2 separate regions of the Pan troglodytes genome follow, and region 1 is linked to region 2. Evidence: chromatin contacts called from public HiChIP or PLAC-seq data. All regions are on one chromosome and are shown on one strand. Each heading gives the region's core, a stretch centred on a gene start, on an enhancer-like site or on the middle of the called end of the contact. The rest is flanking DNA. Distances are from core to core; before and after follow the strand shown.

Region 1 (5,808 bases), core at 214-2,713, 390 kb before region 2:
AAACACCCCCTCGAGCCCGAAGGCCTCTAGGGCGGGTACCAAGCTGTCAGAAAACACCGCGCGGTCAACCTCCTGCAAACAGATGACATCGGCGTTGTAGCCGGTGAGTTCCTTCTGGATAAGGTTCTGGCGGTAGTCGAGCTCCAGGGCGTAGGGGGCACAGTATGGGTACAGAACCGTTCGCGAGAACTCAGTCTGCGCGTACGTGTCTGCCAGGATGTTGTAAGAGACAGTGCGGATGAGAGCGTCCTCAGTCACCTTCTTCGTGTAGAGATGCCGGTGGTCAAAAGTGCAGGTGCCAGGCCCAGCCTCTACCACACACACACTTTCCAACACCCGGCTGTGCCCAAAGCGCTGCCCATCGCCTGGGGTGCAATGAAGCTTGAGCCTTAGCCCGATGTCGGCATTGGACGGGGTGTAGACACGCTCCTCCACATCAGTCTCAGTCCAAGAAGAAGAAGGTGAGGAGGGAGACAATGACGAGGGGACACCGACCTCGGGCTCCGCCGCTCCGGGCTTGGCTTCCTTATACCAGCGGAAAAGGGAGCTGGCGGGATCCCCAAATTCGAGGCTGAGTTTGGGGCACACAGGGAACCCGGCCATGATGTAGCGCGGCAACTGCAGTTCGGTGAAGGCGGGCGGGTTGCGCTCCACCTTGTACTTAACATCGCCGATCTGCAGCACCGCGCCGTCTTGCCAGGCATCCACGTTGAGCACGTCCTCAGCCACTGCCTCTTCCCGGTAGTACAGCTTCACCACGGGCTCGCAGGCCACAGCCGGCTCAGGCCCCGGCCCTGAACAGGCCGCACCGCCGCTAGCATTCGGCCGGCTCTTCCTACTCTTCTTGGCGGCGGCCGCCTTAGCGTGACCCTTTAGGGCATTGGTAGCGATGCGGCTGAGGACTCGACCCAGCGGCTCGCTCTGGTCGCGCTGCATGTTCTTGTGGCTACCATCAGCCAAAGCGAATGACAGGCTCAGCTTGGGTTCCGAAGGTACACAGCGCACTACAGCGCGCTCCATCGCTCCCGCCGCTGTCTGGCTCTCCGCTTCAGCCCGGCTCAGCTTCTCCACCGCCGTCCGGATCACCCGAAGCGCGGCGCGGGCGCCTGGGAGCCTCCACATGAACCTGGTGGCCTAGCGGTCGACAAGACCCGCGGCCGATCAGCGGCCTACTGTCAGGTGGAGCTGAGGAGCCGAGGCCGCCGGCTTTGACTCATTCAGATCTCGCGACTTCCGGCTAGCGAAGAGAGGGAATGAAGTGCTTCCGACACGCACTTTCGCCTAGCGCGTGGGCACGCATGTCTGTAATACTCTGAAGATTAATTTTTACCCACAAGATAGGTCAGAATTATAGGGAAGTGAAGAAAATATAAAGGTGTCAGAGGAAAATACTAGATTCCATGGTTTTGTCGAAAGTGCATGCTGGTGACGGGAGGGCATGCCCTCCAAGCCGGAAGTGGATAGGGTGGTGTCACGTGTTCCGCTTCGTTGGAGGAGGTGGACACCTGTCTTGGAATCTTGGCTGACGAGCTCTCCTCCCTGCGCCCGGGGCTGGACTGCGCTAGGACGTGGAGGCCTCCACCCGGATTGCGAGCTTTACTCGCAGTGTGGAAGGTGTTGCCCATTTCATCTCCACAGCTTTGCCGACACTGATCGCTCGTTTCGGTGGCGTGGTGGGTTCACCCCAGGCTGAGCCAGCGCCTACGCACCTCTGAGCAGAGCCTTTGTGGTAGTTAACAACGAACGATATACAATAACTCCGTTTAGTGAGCGCAGACTATGCGAGAAACGCTACACACACTATCTTATTTAAGCCTCATAGTTCTTATGAGGTAGGTCTCTTTATCCATCGCTTTACAGATGCAGAGTCCCGAGATATTACCTGCTCAGGGTCACACAACTATTAATTGGCAGAAAGAAATAGTACTGACAAACTGTGGAAGGCTGTTTGTTATTTTTTATTAGAGACAGGTTGTCACTTTGACGCCCAAGCTGGAGTGCAGTGGCCTGATCATAGCTCACTGCCCCCTCGAACTCCAGGGCTCGTGCGATCCTCCCGCCTAACCCTCTCAAGTACAAACAGGCAAGAGCCACCCAGTGTTTATTTTTAGTTAGTAAACAGGAAGACTCTATTTAGTTACTACGTTTAACAAATAAAATTACAGGATCTCAGTAAATTCAATTTCAGATAAGGAATAATAATGGCATATATTAAGAATATATAATAATAATGGCATATATTAAGAAATAGTTGTTTATCTGTTTATTTTATTTTTTTTATTTTTTAGGTAGGGCCTTGCTCTTTCACCCAAGCTGGAGTGCAGCTGTGCGATCTTGGCTTACTGCAACTTCGGCTTCCAGAGTTCAAGCGATTCTCGTGCCTCAGCCTCCCAAGTAGCTGGGACTACAGGCACACACCACCACGCCCAGCTAATTTTTGTATTTTAGTAGAGAAGGGCTTCACCATGTTGCCTGGGCTGGTCTCGAACTCCTGGCCTCAAGCAAGCCCCCCGCCTTACCCTCCCAAAATTCTGGGATAACAAGTGAAAACCACCTCCCCTGGCCTAAGGAATCGTGCACTTTATTGCTATTTCTTTTAAAGGTCTTGAAGAAGCCGGGCCCAGTGGCTCACGTCTGTAATCCCAGCACTTTGGGAGGCTGAGGCGGGTGGATCGCCTAAGGTCAGGAGTTCGAGACCAGCCTGGCCAACATAGTGAAACCCCGTCTCTACTAAAAATACAAAAAATTAGCTGGGCATGGTGGCGCACGCCTGTAATCCCAGCTACTAGGGAGGCTGAGGCAGGAGAATCGCTTGAACCTGGGAGATGGAGGTCATAGTGAGTTGAGATCATGCCATTGCACTCCAGCCTGGGCAACAAGAGTGAAACTCCGTCTCAAAACAAAACAAAAAAAGGTCTTGAAGAACGAATGAATTGCTTTACCTGTAGACCAGAAAGAGGTCCAGTGTGATGAGTAAGGTGAGACCAGGGGAGAGTAGCAGATAAGAAAGATATGCATCCACCAGACTGTGTAGTGCATTCTAAGCCATAGTATGAAGTTCTGGATTTCTTCTAACAGGGCCATTAGAGTTGTTTTGCTTGCAATTATGGAAAAGCTTTAATTTTCATTTTCTTGAAAGGGGAAAAGCTAAAAACATTTGGTTTTAATTGCAAGAAAAAGGGTGTTTGATACTGTAATTGTCATTGGCCTCCATGTAATTATTTTTTTATTTTTTTATTTTTGAGATGGAGCCTCACTCTGTCACCCAGGCTGGAGTGCAGTGGTGTGATCTCGGCTCACTGCAGCCTCCACCTCCCGGGTTCAAGCGATTCTCATGCCTCAGCCTCCCAAGTAGCTGAGATTACAGGTGTGCACTGCCATGTCTGGCTAATTTTTGTATTTTTAGTAGAGATGGAATTTCACCGTCTCTACTAAATATGTTAAAACGCCGTCTCTACTAAAAATACAAAAGTTAGACGGGGTTTCATCATCTCTACTAAACATGGTGAAACCCTGTCTCTACTAAAAATACAAAAGTTAGCCGGGCGCAGTGGTGGGCGCCTGTAATCCCAGCTACTCAGGAGGCCGAGGCAGGACAATCTTTTGAACCTGGGAGGCAGAGGTTGCAGTGAGCCGAGATCGCGCCACTGCCCTCCAGCTTGGGAGACAGCAAGACTCTGTCTCGGAAAAAAAAAAAAAAAAAGAAGTATCTTCAGAATTTAATTTAGACATTTTGCCTGCATCAATTGGTCAGACAGATTTATGCTTTCTTTGCTAGATGTTTTAAAGTCATAAAACTGTTGCTTCCGTGATATTTTTAATACTTGCTTGATTTGTGTATAAGTTAAAACTATGAGGTCAGGCTGCGGGGCTCCCCTGAAACCTTGCACACATTTTGATATGAGCTTTTGTCTTTGGCTTTGGGCCTCTGGATTCTGAGATCTAGACAGGTGGCCATGGTGAAGCCTGGAAACGTGTGTGTCTGTATCACCTGGACTACCAGCTGCATGTAAAGCTGAGTGCAGTATGGCCCTGTCCTCCCTGGCGCAACTCCGCATCCTTATCATGTTGGGAGGGGTTGGAACCTCCACCATCATCTTCACAGCTTTATCCTCTGTACTGGGCTCTATACCTGGTATGTAAATCCAGGACACAGATGGGCTCTGCCCTTCATAGCTGTCCTGGATGCCACATGGATACTCAGGAACAGGGTGACTGGGGTTGGAGAAGGACAAAGGGATATTGGGGAAAGTGCCTGTGTCCAATATCTGAAAGGCCTTGGTTAAGATGAGACTGGCTGATGCAGGGTTAGGTTAGTTTTGTGTTTTCTTTGCTCTTTATTTATTTATTTTTTGAGATGGAGTTTCACTCCTTTTGCCCAGGCTGGAGTGCAATGGCATGATCTTGGCTCAGTGAAAACCTCCACCTCCTGGGTTCAAGCGATTCTCCTGCCTCAGCCTCCTGAGTAGCGGGGATTACAGGTATGCATCACTACACCCAGCTAATGTTGTATTTTTAGTAGAGACAGGGTTTCTCCATGTTGGTCAGGCTGGCCTCAAACTCCCAACCTCAGGTGATCCACCCACCTTGGCCTCCCAAAGTGCTGGGATTATAGGCATGAGCCACCACGCCCAGCCACTTTTTATTTTTTTAAGACAGGGTCTCACTCTGTCACCCAGGCTGGAGTGCAGTGGCAACATAATAGTTCACTGGAGCCTTGAACTCCTTGGTCTCCTACTTTAGGTACACGCCACTACACCCAACTAATTGTTTTTTATTTGTTGTAGAGATGGGGGATCCCACTATGTTGCCCAAGCTGGTCTCAAATTCCTGGGCTCAAGCGATCCACCTGCCTCAGCCTCCCAAAGGGCTGAGATTAGCAGTGTGAGACACTATACCTGGTGGCTTTGTTTTTTCAAAATAAATAACTTTCTAGAATGGAAGGGGCTTAATGAAAATAAATAAATAAATAAATAACATAACATAAATGGCTAGTTTTGCTTTCCATAAGCAAATGAAATACAGTTGTTAAGAACAAGTAAATTAGATAACTGTGAATGGGATAAGCATCTACAAATAAACTTGTTATAGTTTCAAAAACTTTTTCAGTAATTTAAAATCTTAAAGTCATGCTGTATTAAATGAAGTAATAGATAATTATAAATTGTCCGCATTGGCTGAGCACAATGGCTCATGCCTGTAATCCCAGCACTTTGGGAGGCTGAGACGGGAGGATTGTTTGAGCCCTGGGCAACATAGTGAGACCCCATCTCTTTTTTTTTTTTTTGAGATGGAGTCTTGCTCTGTCGCCCAGGCTGGAGTGCAGTGGCGTGATCTCGGCTCACTGCAAGCTCTGCCTCCTTGGGTTCATGCCATTCTCCTGCCTCAGCCTCCTGAGTAGCTGGGACTGCAGGCACCTGCCACCATGCCCAGCTAATTTTTTGTATTTTTTAGTAGAGACAGGGTTTCACCGTGTTAGCCAGGGTGGTCTCGATCTCTTGACCTCATGATATGCCCACCTCAGCCTCCCAAAGTGCTGGGATTACAGGCGTGAACCACCATGCCTGGCCCGAGACCCCATCTCTTAAAAAAAAAAAAAGTAAAATGTCTGAGTTATTTCTAAGTGAAAATACTGAAACATTAATTATTAAACTTAAGTTTATATACTTTGATGTCTTTTTTCATTTTTCCCACTTATTCTCAAGTTCTGTTTTTTTTTGCATTTTTTTGATGTCTTGTTTCATACGATATAGAAAGCTAAATATATTTGGATTCATTAATAACACATTGAGAAAACATATCTTTTTA
Region 2 (5,877 bases), core at 1,209-3,708:
GTGAGACTTCGTCTCAAAAAGAAAAAAAAGAAAAAAAAAAGAAAGAGTACAAATGGCCAACAAATACATAGGAACATGATCTACCTCATTCGCAACCAGAGAAGCCAATTAAGATGGTGATAATACCATAATGAACAGTTTGACAATTTTAAATGTGCATAATCCAGCACATTTACATTTCTGATTCTAGAAATGTAAAAATCATTGAATCAATGTGTCAAGATAAGTGTGTTAGGGTATTTTTGAATCACTGATTCTAACAGATGTCCCTTAGCATGGGGTTGTTTAATAAGTTATAAAGCATGCATAGGCTGGAATGTCACATAGATTAAGGAGCTGGTCGCCTCATTGTTTCCTCCCTGTTTCACCAAAACCCATATGGTCCTGGCCTCATCTCAGCCCCTGGCACCCCTGACTCTCATGGCCAAACGCTGGACATCCCTGCTGTGGGGGCTGAGAACAACCCAGGGACAGTACCAAGAATGTGAGGGAGGGTAGGGAGGCACTGAACCAGCAGCTCCTCCAAAGGAGTGATGTGCTTCCTGAGGTCTATTCACAGAAGGCTACTCCAGAACAGCCTTCTGTGGATCCTAGCTATTCTGGTGTCTGAAGAGGGTATGGTAAACCGCACTGGGTCTGGCTGAATTCCTGAATTCCAGGCAGTGAGGTAAAAAAAAAAAAAATTCTGCCCAGCATCTGGGTCTTGAGGTGGATGCTGTTGTTTGGGGAACCCAGCACCCATTCTCCCTCTCCCTGGCAATAATGTCAGTGTTCCTCTGGGCAACCACTGTTTCACACTTCCAGCCCCTGAAGTTCAGGTGAGGCTGGCTCTACTCCTTGGTTCTAGATGTAGCTACTTCCAAGCAAATCCCCAAGACTTCTGCTAGCATTACCAAGAAGAGTTCTCTTCCTCCACTTAAGCCCTCCAAGGACGTGTGGGCAGGGTGGTGGAGACACAAGCCACAAGAGAAAGTGCAGGAATCCTGTGTTAGCAGTGGCTGAGCTTAGGCCAGGCCAGACAAGGAGAGGGAGGGGATTCTGGGCCCTGGAAGGAGAGTCATATAGAGGAGGCTGCCCTGTTGAATGGACGGAGGTGACAATTTCCAAGGTTTCCTGAGGCAAAAAGACCAAGATAAGGCTGGGGCTGGGGGGAGTTCTGTGCAGCAGGAGCCAGGTGGTAAAGACAGAGTGGAAGAGAAAGCCAGTATGGATTTTATTCTAAATGGCCTTTGCATAAGAGCCACCATAGAACAGTTTTATTTATTGATTTTATTTTTATTAATCCTCCTCCAAACACAGAACACATAATTTTACTGTTTTTTTTGTTGTTGTTGTTGGTGGTGGTGGTAGGTTTGTTTGTTTGTTTGTTTTTAGAGACAGGGTCTTACTGTGTCACTCAGGCTTCAGTGCGGTTGGCAGGATCATAGCTCACTGTTGCCTCTAACTCCTGAACTCAAGCGATCCTCTAGGATTGGCCACTGCACTCAGCCTAGAGTTTTAATTGGGATAAGTCAGTAGTCTGATTTGTGTTTTTGGAAGATAACTTTGGATCCAGGCTGGAGAAATGTATCGGACACGGGGACAAAGTCAGAAGTAGAAAAACCCCTTAGGAAGAGGAGGTGGTGTTCTTGAGGAAGGGGGTAGTGGAGAGGGACAAAGTGGGAGAGTTTAGGTGCTCAGATACAAGGCAAAGCGCTGGGAGGAGTGCGGTGAAACTCTGGATAGCTTGGGCTACTCCACTTCTCTGAGCCTCAGTTTCCTCTTCCGAACAGAAATAATATCCACTTCATGAGGTTATGTTTGGCAAGTGTAGTAGCTGAAAGTATTGTTTTTAGTCAGGTCTGGATTGGATCTCAGGTCTGGCAGGTAACAGCTGTGTGACCTTATGAGAGTCAGTTAATGATAGATTGTAGCCTTTATGGAGCACTTGTTATGTTTCAACCAACAGAACTCTCCCCAGACTAGGATACTTATTCTAGCTTCCAGGAGGGTGAGGGGGACGGGGGGTTGTGGTGAGGAAGTACTGTGGAGACAGCAAGCCTTTTGTCCAAAGTCCTACTAGTAAATGTGGAGCCAGGATTTCTCTGTCACGTTCCCCTAACTTTTCTGCGCCTAAAACTGGGATTACAATAATACACTTCCCTGTGTGGTTGGGCGTATACAGAAAGGGGTCTGGCACATAGCAGGTGTTTATTAAATTATTATTAAAATTATTATTATTACATTCTTTGTGTTTTCCTCAGGTTTTGCATGGAGTGAGCATCACTTGGACAAATCCTTTGGATTAAAAAAAGATCTACTAAGTGAGGGGAAAAAACTGCGGCTGCCAGAGTCTCAGCGGGGGCTTGGGGGGCGTGACCAGAGGGGCGTGGTCTACGGGGGCAGGGCCACAACTGGAGGGCCAGGATGTGGGGGCGGGGCCAGCACACGAGGACTGAGGGTGGGGGCGGGGCCCGGGCTGGCAACGCATGCCCAGTGCGGTCCCCTTCGCTGCCGCCGCGGCCACCGCCCACTCGGGGCTGGCCAGCGGCGGGCGGCCGGGGCGCAGAGAACGGCCTGGCTAGGCGAGCGCACGGCCATGGCCCCGTGGCTGCAGCTCTGCTCCGTCTTCTTTACGGTCAACGCCTGCCTCAACGGCTCGCAGCTGGCTGTGGCCGCTGGCGGGTCCGGCCGCGCGCGGGGCGCCGACACCTGTGGCTGGAGGGTAAGGCGAGGGCGGCGGGTTTCTTGCAGTCGCCAACTCGCGGGGGACGCAGCGCGCACAGGTGCTCGCGGGGAGGCGAGCCCGCGCCAACCTGTCTGCTCTTCGCGGGGTCCGCGGCCGGCCTGGGTCTCACTCCTCCCGCGCATCCTCCTGGTTTCCCTCCCCGGGCGCGTGTCCTCCGGCCCTGGCCGAGATGAAAGCGGCTGCCCGACCCCGGCTTTGTGTTGCTAATGAGGTGCGGCCGCCGGCCGGGGTCCCATTCAGAGGGCGGGCGTGAGGGGCGGCGGGGCTGGGCCGGGCGCCCCACCCTTTGTTCTTAGCCCGGGACCTCCTTCGTCCCAGGGCTGCGTGTCCCGGGCTGGGATCCCCCGAGCCACCCGGACCGGGTTGCGCTTTGGAGAGGGAAGGGGGTATTCTCCCGGACTTTCAGTCCACAACCCTGCTAAGGCCCGGGCGGCCGGGGAGGGGACTTGGAGCACCGGGGAGGGATGCGCCCCGCTCTCCTAGTAGCTTTGTTCCTCCTCGCCTGGGGCCGTCACCCCACTCCTACCCCTCCTCTGACTCCGGGACCTCCTGAGAAACTTCGCCTCCCGGTTCAGCCCTTCGTCTTGTGAAGGTCTCGCGGCTGATATCCTCCTTCCCTGCTTCGAGTTGCGGTTATTTTTCCGCCAAAGGGCCGCGTGGGTGTCATCTGGGTGAGGTGCCTGAGACGAGACTGGAGAGGTGCCCAGACTTTCGCTGTGTGCGTTGAGCCGTCTTCGTGGAACCGAGCGCTCCTTTGACACTGTCTGGGCGATGGGCGCGGGTGATTGCCATTCCCCTCTCAGCTTCCCTGCTCCCTACCTGAGCTTCTGGCCTTGGGCGGCCCCAGAACCCGGAGATGATGTCCGTCTGCCCCGAGTCTCCCACCGAGGCCCGGGTGGGCCCGGCGTCAGGGCACTCACGGCCTTAAGCTTGTGGAGAAAACGCAGGCTTTGCACTCAGGCAGCAGGGACATGACCTTGGCTCTGCTCCTGGGGAGCCATGAGCCTCAATTTCTTCATATGAAAAATGGGATGAAATGAGAATTTCCTTAGTATTGCTGGGCTGAGGGATAGGTATGGAGTGGTTTGCTTAGGCGAACGTTGACTCAGCCTCTTCTGAGTGGCTCTAAACAGCCTCAGCACAGCCAAAACCTAGGACATAACACTCCCTTAGGCACGCAGGCTGGTGCCTCCAAGCTCACTTGCCCCACAGTCCCAAGAAATGTGGTGCAGAAAACCAGGTGTGAGCCAGACAGCTGGGATGTCTTCAGACTCAGTAGCTAAGCTATGGAGACAGCTATGACCCCTGCTCTGCCTCCGCCCCCGCCACCCCCCCCCGCCCCCGCCACCCCCCCCCGCCCCCGCCACCCCCCCCGCCACCCCCCCCGCCCCCGCCACCCCCCCCCCGCCCCATTAGGCTCTGTCATTCCTTCCTAGTTGAGTAAAACATCACATTTTCTTACTGTGTTCCATTTCAGTAAAACATTACTGCTCTTGTTTTATTGTTTAAAAAAATTTTAGTAGCTAGCAAGTTTCCTCAAGGAGAATCTCGTGTTGACTTAAGGATCCTACTAGAATTTTGGATTTAGACTCCTGTTGGCTTTTGAATGACTACAATATCACAGGCGTTTTGAGTGTTCATGTGATGGCGTAGGTAAATCAGTCCGATTCACTGTTTTGCTGCAGTTGCCAAGGTGGCTTCTTATGCCACTGTACAAAACTCGTGAAGTTTCCATGCTGTGGGGTATGGTAGTGCCCTGACGGAGCCAGGCTGGTGATTTTCTTCTACCTGTGCGAGTGTGTTCTCCTCTCCCAAACCTGCACCCTCATAAAATGGTGGCTCTGTCCCAGTCACCTCACACTCATGCTGACGTTTTCTCCACCACAGCCCCTAGTTGGGGGTGACTTTTCTCAGCTGCTCCTGCCTTGGCCCCACCAATCCTTTCCTTGGGTCATCCTCATTCCCCTCCTGGACGATCGTAGGGGCCTCTGGGCCATGTTCCAGATTCCAGGCTCATCCAGGCTGATACATGGTTCCTTGTCTCCTGGATTTGCTGCTTGGTGGATTTCATGGACCCAGTTTCCCCACATGCTTTGCATTCCCACCCTTTCCAGCCTCACCCCCTACCCCTCTCATCCTGCTCCTAACTCCGGATGGATGCCCTCTGTGCTTCCAAGACATGCTTTTCCCTCCTCCCAGGATGCCTTTTCCTCCCTTGAGAATTCCTTGCCTAGCTTAAGACTCAGTTCAGATGGTACCTCCTCAGGGAAGCCCTCCTGAATGCCATGCCCCTTGCTTTACCTTCTCATGCAGGTCCTTGCACTTTAGTCTCACCAGACCGCTTTGTCAGTATTCGTTCACTTCTATGTCTTCAGACTAGTTTCTTTAGCCAGGCACTGAACCTCATCTTGGTGGCATCAGAGCCCTGTAAATATTGGCTGAACCAAATTAGACCCTGCTGCCTTCCTGCTAAATCCTGTATTTCCTGATAGATTTTAAGAAGTAGAGGCAAAGATCAGGGCATCAAGGTCCATTGTCTTTGCACATGCTGTTCCTGCCTGTGTTCCTTTACACCTCTGCAGCTTCCCTTCTCGGCCCTAGCATCACTTCTGCAAAAAATTGTCCCTGTCCACACCTCCCTAGGTCATGTCTTCTAGAAGTTGCTCTGTCAGGGAGTCAGCTAGGAAGTACTGGTACACAGTGACTAGAGTATTTGATTCATGTTTGGGTCCCCTACCAAATAAGAGGTACTTAGTCCATAGATGTTGGCCTCAGCTCTAAGGTTGCTTACAGTGGGGCTGTAGGAACATAAAAGGATAAGGGTCGACTATATGTGATGCAAATCAGAGGAGGCTTTCTGTGGGCCTGGGCCATACTCAGAACCTGAGAGGGGGCAGCAAGGTGCAGCACCAAGTCCTGAGAAACTGGATTTGGGTGCTGGAGCAGAGCTGAGCAAATGACCCCCTTGATCTCCAGGGAACATTTGTTTCAGGAACCCTTGCACTTGCAGGAATGTGTATTTTTGCAAGACTTGCAAGGTGACTGCAGCCAGCCAACCCTCTGCAGCCCTGCTAACAGACCCTTCGGGGCTGCTCCCAGAGGAGCCATGGGCTGGCCTGGTTTAAGTGGTCAGGTTTCACAACCTCCCC

Evidence for each region. HiChIP or PLAC-seq counts read pairs in DNA pulled down with a chosen protein or histone mark.
Region 1: an H3K4me3 HiChIP or PLAC-seq map of stem cell-derived excitatory neurons shows a contact between it and region 2, with 2.1 times the contacts expected there. The contact joins the promoter of DNAH12 here to the promoter of IL17RD in region 2. A contact is called at or near these places in 1 of 7 Hi-C or Micro-C datasets (stem cell-derived neural progenitor cells) and 1 of 1 datasets of contacts at active chromatin or transcription factors (stem cell-derived excitatory neurons).

The regions. Positions count from the first base shown.
Region 1 is chr2:61,571,709-61,577,516 of NHGRI_mPanTro3-v2.0_pri, reverse strand. It overlaps DNAH12 (dynein axonemal heavy chain 12), which reads left to right and starts at 1,463. Exons shown (of 76, transcript XM_054682010.2): 1 at 1,463-1,832; 2 at 4,383-4,481. PDE12 (phosphodiesterase 12) reads right to left here and starts at 1,242. Exons shown (of 3, transcript XM_063805900.1): 1 at 1-1,242. The coding sequence starts at 1,122.
Region 2 is chr2:61,182,286-61,188,162 of NHGRI_mPanTro3-v2.0_pri, reverse strand. It overlaps IL17RD (interleukin 17 receptor D), which reads left to right and starts at 2,458. Exons shown (of 13, transcript XM_016941355.4): 1 at 2,458-2,704. The coding sequence starts at 2,579. It overlaps LOC107970661 (a long non-coding RNA gene), which reads left to right. Exons shown (of 3, transcript XR_001713375.3): 3 at 2,244-2,313.